2 separate regions of the Sminthopsis crassicaudata genome follow, and region 1 is linked to region 2. A link is a contact called in public Hi-C data. All regions are on one chromosome and are shown on one strand. The core of a region is the stretch at or near the end of the contact, and the rest is flanking DNA. Distances in the headings are between cores, read along the strand shown. Region 1 holds the start of LOC141561842. Region 2 holds the start of LXN (latexin).

Region 1 (3,508 bases), core at 863-3,362, 130 kb before region 2:
ACAGAGAGACACACACACACTCACACACACTCACACACACAGACACACACACACACAGACACTCACACACAGACACACACACACTCACACACACAGACACTCACACACACAGACACACACAGAGAGACACACACACTCACACACACACACTCACACACACAGACACACACACTCACACACACAGACACACAGAGAGACACACACACACACACACACACACACTCACACACACAGACACACACACACACTCACACACACACACACAGACACACACACTCACACACACACACTCACACACACACACACACAGACACACACACACACACACTCACACACACACACTCACACACACAGACACACACACACACACACACACACACACACACACACACACAGTTACTGCCACCCTGGCTCCCTGGGTCCCCCAGAGGGAGACTTGCCCCCCCCCCAGGCCCCAGGCCCCCTTCAGGTCAGTTGAATGGGGATCTTGCAAGCACAAGCAGACGCGGGGGGATTTGGCAGGTCCATAGGGTAGGACGTGGGGTCTGGGGAGGTGGGGGATGGTCCTGGCTTCCCTCCTCTCTGCACCAGGCCCCCAGGTGGGCGTGGGCTGAGCGCCGGGCAGGGGCTCCAGGACCCCGGGCGGGGGCACTCACCGCTTGGATCTGGGTCTGCAGGGCCGCAGGGTTGTCGTAGCAGAAGTAGCTGCCTGCAAAGGACAAGGGCGGGCTGAAAGCTCCCCAACATGGGCCTCGGGGCTGTGGGGGGCTGTGCCTCGGGCGTGCCTCTGACAGCGAAGGGCGGCGGACTGGAGGCCTCGGACAGTGCCCAGCTCCTCCCCGCCCCCTCGCTCCAGAGTGTGCCCCTCGAGAGGCGGGGCCCCAAAGCTGCAGAAGAACCCACACATCTGGCCCTGACCCCCGACCCCCGCCCCTGGGCAGGTCCCGCCCTCCCCGAGGCTGCTCCCCCCCTCCCCCCCCCCCGCGGGAGGACCCCGAGACCGGCCCCGCCCACTTTCCGGGTCCGAGCCCCCCAGCCCCCCCATCCCCGCCTGACGCCCGGGGTCGGGGGTCCCCAGGAGGACGGCGGCCCCGGACCCACCACTCACCGAAGCCCAAGAAGCACATGAGCGTCAGCGCCAGCAGCCGGTGCGCCAGGTGGGCCGGGTCGCGGAGCGCGGCCAGCGGGGACACCCGGGCCCGGGCCCCAGGCTCGGCCCCGGGCCCGGCCTCCGAGATCTCCGGCTCCGGCTCCGGCGCCAGCAGAGCCCGCTCCCCATCACCATCCTCCTCCATGGTTCCGCGGCAGCCCTCGGGTCTCCTCCAGTCACATGACTTCTCGCTCCGGCGGTCAGGTCACGTGGCCAGATCTCTCACGTGAACGGAGCGTCAGGAGGGGAGGGGTCCCACGTGGGCGGGAGGCGGAGCCTCGCCGCCCCGCCCCAGCCTCACGGGGGCGCTGCTGCCCGGCTTGGTCATTGGCTGGCTGCTAGGTCACGTGTCAGGGCCTCGGTTTCCTCTTCTGTACAAATCGATTGACTTTTTCAATGGATGTATTTGTTTATTTTTATCCAGTTTAAATCAATAAACATTTTTGAGCGCCTACCACGTGCTGGGATACCCCGAAAAGAGAAAAGACGACCCCTGCCCTCGGGGAGCTTTCAGTCCAGCGGAGGATAAAAGGGAAGAGTCGCCCCTGAGGAGCTGGGGGCGGGATACACATTGACCGCAGGAGGGTCCCAGAATGGCCGGAAGTCAGGGCCCGCCCCTTCCCTGGGGGGGGGGGGCCTCACTTGGCTTAGCTGGAGTGGGAGACCCAAGCCTGCCTCTTCTCTTCTAGGTCTCCGCCCCACAGGAATAATGAGTGATTGATATAAGAGATAATATTCTAAAATCTATGTCTGCAAGCGCATTTGTCCCTCACAACAAATGGGTGCTGCTGTTATACCCATTTCAGAGATAGAGAAAACTGAGGCAGAGGTCACACAGCTAGTGGCGGAGGCAGGAATAACCTTTGGCTTTTCTGGATTCCTAGTCAGGTCATGGGGTCACCTGCTGACTGAGCCACCCTCTCACTTCCTATCCTTTATCACACTTGCATCAAAACGCTGGATGCAGACTCTGGAGGGAGGTCTCCTGAAGGCGCCTGGCACACAGTAGGTGCTTAATAAATGCTGCCTCGTGCCCTCCTGAGCATTTAGCTCCCCTGAGGCTCCATTTCCACCATTCGCTGCTGTTAAGATGCTCTGAGGGCCCTTGTGACCCAGTGGTTCTGTCTCAGACTCACAGCCTCGGACAGAGGCTGGACAGTGGTCGGGACCGGGATCCGCATTTGGCCGTTAGCTGCGCCGCAGCCCGCCTGACTTCTCTGACTCCCCGGCCGCTGCCCGCTCGGCTAGTTAGGGGCCAGTCCGGCTTGCCTCCATGACGTCATGCTTTAAGTGGCGGCTGTTTAGAAGCTGGCGGCGCGCGGCGCAGCGGCTGGGTGAGGGCTTCGGGTACCTGTCGGCCCTTCCCAGGAGTCCGGGCCGCGGTGCGGATGTTCTCCCCTTCCCTCAGCCCGCGGGCAGTCTCCGGCCTGGCTGCGCTCCAGACACAGATCGGTAGTCGGGATCCCAGCGTCCCAAGGCCCAGGCCGGCTGCTCCCCCACTGTGGGAGGGGGCCGACACTGAGGAGCGGGGCCTCGTCCTGAGTGCCAGGGGCCTCGTCCGGAGTGCCAGGAGCCTCCTCCCAAGTGCCAGGGGCCTCCTCCCGAGTGCCAGGGGCCTCCTCCCGAGTGCCAGGGGCCTCGTCCCGAGTGCCAGGGGCCTCCTCCCGAGTGCCAGGGGCCTCCTCCCGAGTGCCAGGGGCCTCCTCCCGAGTGCCAGGGGCCTCGTCCGGAGTGCCAGGGGCCTCGTGGTCCCACGGGAATCCGGACGAGAGACTGAGCCCAGCGGCTGCGATCCTCCCGTGCAGACAGCCGTCCGCAGCGCCGGCCACAGCGCCAGGGGGAGGACTGTGGGATAAGGGACTGGGGCTAGTGTTCTTCCACAGTTAGAAGGCTCAAAGCTCTGAGCCGCAGGAAATCAGAATTTCTTTGGGGCCCAAAGGTCGCCCGCCAGGCAAAGGCCCCGCGGAATTAGGGTCCGCTCTTAGGAGACCCTTTTTTGTATGTTCTTCTGTTTCAGACACTCCTGTGGAGACCTTCACACTAAAGGAGCTTTGCTGCTTTTGTGGAACCGTACGAGAAAGAACGGACTTTCCAAGCGAAGCAGAAGAGCGGAAGCAGAGGCCGCGGGTGGTCTTGGCCGAATTCCACCCTCCACTAGGCGGGCGGCGTCTCGCGCCTCCACCGGGAACTTGGAAGGGAGAAGTTTGGATCGGGTGCTGGAAAAGAGCCGGTTCCGGCTTTCTTGGCGGGAAGCATCTTGGCCCTCCGGGCGGCTCCCACCCTGCCGTCTCCCCGGCTGACTTCTCCGCGGTTTTCTGTCCCGGGGGAACCGCTTGTGGGATCTCCCAAGTCCCTGCA
Region 2 (3,489 bases), core at 383-2,882:
GACACACCTGGCCCAGTTTACAAATCCCAGGCCACTGACTTAGCTTCAATTCCTCAGAAAATTCTAGATGGCTCATTAAGAAAAAGAAAGTGGTGGTTCTGGTTCCTCAGGCCCAGCTCTTGGCCTAGTGACCTTACTTCCTTTAGTAAGTGACCTTCCCAAACTGCTTTATCAGGGAAATTCTAGAGATATTGCTTATCCGGAGCTCCACCAAAGCACCAACATTTATTTATTTTGGGGGGAGGGGCCAAGACAATCATGCAAGGTCACACAGCCAGGAACCGATAAGTGTCTGAGGCATCATTTGAACTCAGATCTTCCAGACTCCAAGGGGTGGGGGTGGGGTTCTATCCACCACCCCCAGAAAGCTCCATTACTGGACAAAGCACCTCATTTTAATCTGGGTGGGAAGCTGCCATTGGAGTACCTGCGGATCTGAGGGGGAGAATGCCAGATCTGCAGATAGATCATCATCTGCAAACTGGGAGGACAAAAGAAGCTGTGACTCAAAATTCCTAAAGGCTCCAGGCAGTTGTGGCACTGGCTCAAAGTCACAACAGGCAGAAAGCTTGGCTAGAGAACATGATGGTCCCGAACATGATGGGGGGGGGGGTAGCGGAGTCCGGGCTGAACCCGAGTGACGATGAGGCCCCCGCCGGAGCTCGGGGAGGAGGGGTCCGGGGGGCAGGGCGGTGAGGGTTTGGCTGGAATCTGCTCTTGCTGGCTCTCCTCGGCAGGATGGCCTTCTGTGCTGGCTGCCACGATTTAAGGGCACTGTCCTCCAGGGGAGGGCAGCCAGCCTGGGGAAGGAAGGGCCTGAATGGTAGAGGAGGAGACTGTGGGACGTGACAGCTGTCTTCAGGCATCCCGAGGGAGGGAGGGAGCAGACTGGTTCCAGTAAAGAGGCACAAGAATGGGAGGAAAACGCCGACCACAGTGCCGCTCGGAGTGAAAGGGGCGACCTTTGGCCGTCCCGGCGGAGGCTGGACACTAGTCAGACGGGACTCAGTCCCGGGGAATTGGCCCGTGGCTGGACTCCACTTTTAGTCCCTTTTAACTCTCAAATTCTGGGATCCTCCGAAACCCAATTTTCTTCAAGGTTCCAATCTCCCAGAAGCCAATCTTGCACCTGCTTAGCAGCCACCTGACTCCCCCCTCCCCCCATCCGTGGGGCTACTCAAGTCTAGATCTCAGAAAAATCCTCAGGGAAGGGGCTGCAAGCCCCAAGTCAGCGCCCTCCCCAGGGCGCGGGCCCGGAAACCCACAAACCACTGCCGCCAGATAGCTCCCGCTTGGGGGGCCAGCTTTCTGGGAGGGGGGGTGGGGGAGGAAGACGCAAAGGCTCCGCACAGGTGGCGAGGGAAGAGCGGGGCTGGGAGGCAAAGGGCAGGGCCCCGCCCTCCCCCGCCCTGGGCCCAGCCCCGGCCTCCGGGAGGCCCCCGCGCCACAGGAAACCGGGCCGGGCAGGAGAGCCCCGAGGGCAGAGGGAGCGGCGGCCGCGGGCCCGAGCTTCCTGCCTCCCGGAGGAGGGGAAGGGGGCGGGAGGAGGAGGAGGAGGGAAGAAGGAGAAGGAGGAGGAGGGAAAGGAGAGAAAGCCGAGGGTAGGAGGAGAACCAGGAAGGAGGGGGAGGAGGAAGGCGGGCCCGCCCCCCGTCCGAAGCCCCCGCCCCCGCCGCCCGGCAGCCAAAGGCTCGGCGCTTCTCCGAGTCTCCACACGTCTCCCCTCGCTCGCTCCGCAGCCGCTGCCCCCGCCGGCCATGGAGATCCCCCCGGAGCATTACCCCGCCGCGCGGGCCGCCACGGTGGCCGAGAACTGCATCAACTACCAGCAGGGGACCCCGCACAAGGTGTTCCTGGCGGACTTCGTCACGCAGGCCAGCCTGGAGGTGAGTGTCTCACCCGGCCCGGGCGGCCCCGCGCCTCCGGCTCGGCCAGTTAATTCATTGGAGCAGCAGGTGGAGGGCGGGCGGCGGCCGGGCCGGGGTCCCCCACGAGCCCCCTCCCGCCCAGCCCCCCTTCTCCGCAGAATTCCCACGGCTGCGACTCAGATGGCAGGAGGGCGGCCGCCGTGCCCGAACGTCCGGCCCCGGGCTACGTGGGCAGCACCCAGGGGCACCCTGCGGCGGCGGGCCGTGGGAATGCTGACGCCCCCGAGGCCGAGCCGCCCAAGTGGCCCCAAAGTGGATGGGCTCCCGGAGCCCCGCCGCTGGGCTGCGGAGGGTCCTGGGAGACCCAGCTCTGCTAGCGGGCCACAGCCAGGGGGTGGAAGAGCCCCGCTTGGCTAAGACCTGGCTAATCAAGTGAAAAATCAAGCTGCGGGCTGCCCTTCTTGTAAGGAACGCTCTCGGCCTGGCGCGGAGATGGGTCCGTTTTGTTCTCCGGCCGCAAAGCCCCCGAGCTGTCCTAAGGGGTATTTACATAGGTATTTGACACCCCTTTCCCCTTTCCCTGGGGTCCCGGCCCCCCGACAAATCCGCAGGGATTTCTCCCTTCCCCAACGGGAGAGTAAGACTGGCCTTCTCTACCTTGCTCATTCAGGACATTCCAGGAAGTGGCCATAAGTACCACCTGAAATTTTCTGTGGAAGAAATCATCCAGAAAGTAAGTAACTCCATGTTTTAATGTCATTTACTTGTAACAGCTAAAATAATCTTTGAGCCGAACATAAGGCTGCCTTTCCGGGGGACTATTTTTAAAGCCAAGGTGAAATCCTTGCCTCCTAAACACTGAAATATTAACCATATCGGAGAAGCTTTGTGGTCGGCAAATGCAAAGGCCCCATGGGAAATGGGCATTTTTGCTGCGTTATATAGAAAACAAGCCATCAATTTCACTCTGGTTTCCATTTTAGGCACCACATGACCATGGTCAATCCCATCTTGTGGCTACAATAGAACTGTCCAGCTTGGCTGGAAGTACCTTGAAGGAACTTGCTTTTTCCATAATCAGTGTTTTTTCCAATTGCTTTCCTCATTCCTGTTCTGATTTACAAGAGGCTGCAAAGAGGGGGGAGGGGAATAATCTTCCAGCTATCTACGAGATACAAAATGGCCAAATACTGTTGGACAAATATGTCAGTAATAGCAAAGATGGCAAGACGTTAAACAGGCTTGATAAAAATGTATTACTATGGCAAGGAAACAGATGTTTGGGCCATGGCCGTGATAAAGACTGATAGGAGGCAGTCAGAATTGAAGTTCTGCCTTTGGCACGAGATGTTAAATGTGAGCCAGCGATACAGGGTCTGATAGGAATTCTAATAAAAGGCATCCGAGTTGCTAGACAACCAACCACCTTTAAAACAGGATTATCCGCTGCTGCCCTCTGGTAAGGGATGAGCGATGATACTTTCAGAGGCCAATAAAAAAACGATGATGGAAAGATCTAAATGTTTGATTTTCCTTCTTGCGGTACCATTAGCACCTCACTTTGCTAATGTTTAAAGGGAGGGAGGGCACTCACGGTGATTTGATTTTTATGTCTGATTCT

Evidence for each region. A called contact is a pair of places that touch in the nucleus more often than the background predicts.
Region 1: a contact with region 2 is called in a Hi-C map of fibroblasts, with 4 times the contacts expected there. The contact joins the promoter of LOC141561842 here to the promoter of LXN in region 2. A contact is called at or near these places in 2 of 2 Hi-C or Micro-C datasets (fibroblasts and hippocampus).

Annotation. Positions count from the first base shown.
Region 1 is chr3:16,495,676-16,499,183 of ASM4859323v1, reverse strand. LOC141561842 reads left to right here and starts at 2,112. Exons shown (of 3, transcript XM_074301944.1): 1 at 2,112-2,155; 2 at 2,442-2,602; 3 at 3,168-3,508. The coding sequence starts at 2,112. MFSD1 (major facilitator superfamily domain containing 1) reads right to left here and starts at 1,377. Exons shown (of 16, transcript XM_074298084.1): 1 at 1,109-1,377; 2 at 657-709. The coding sequence starts at 1,295.
Region 2 is chr3:16,362,826-16,366,314 of ASM4859323v1, reverse strand. LXN (latexin) reads left to right here and starts at 1,632. Exons shown (of 6, transcript XM_074298083.1): 1 at 1,632-1,886; 2 at 2,539-2,601. The coding sequence starts at 1,758. The region is part of intron 13 of GFM1 (G elongation factor mitochondrial 1); the gene reads right to left.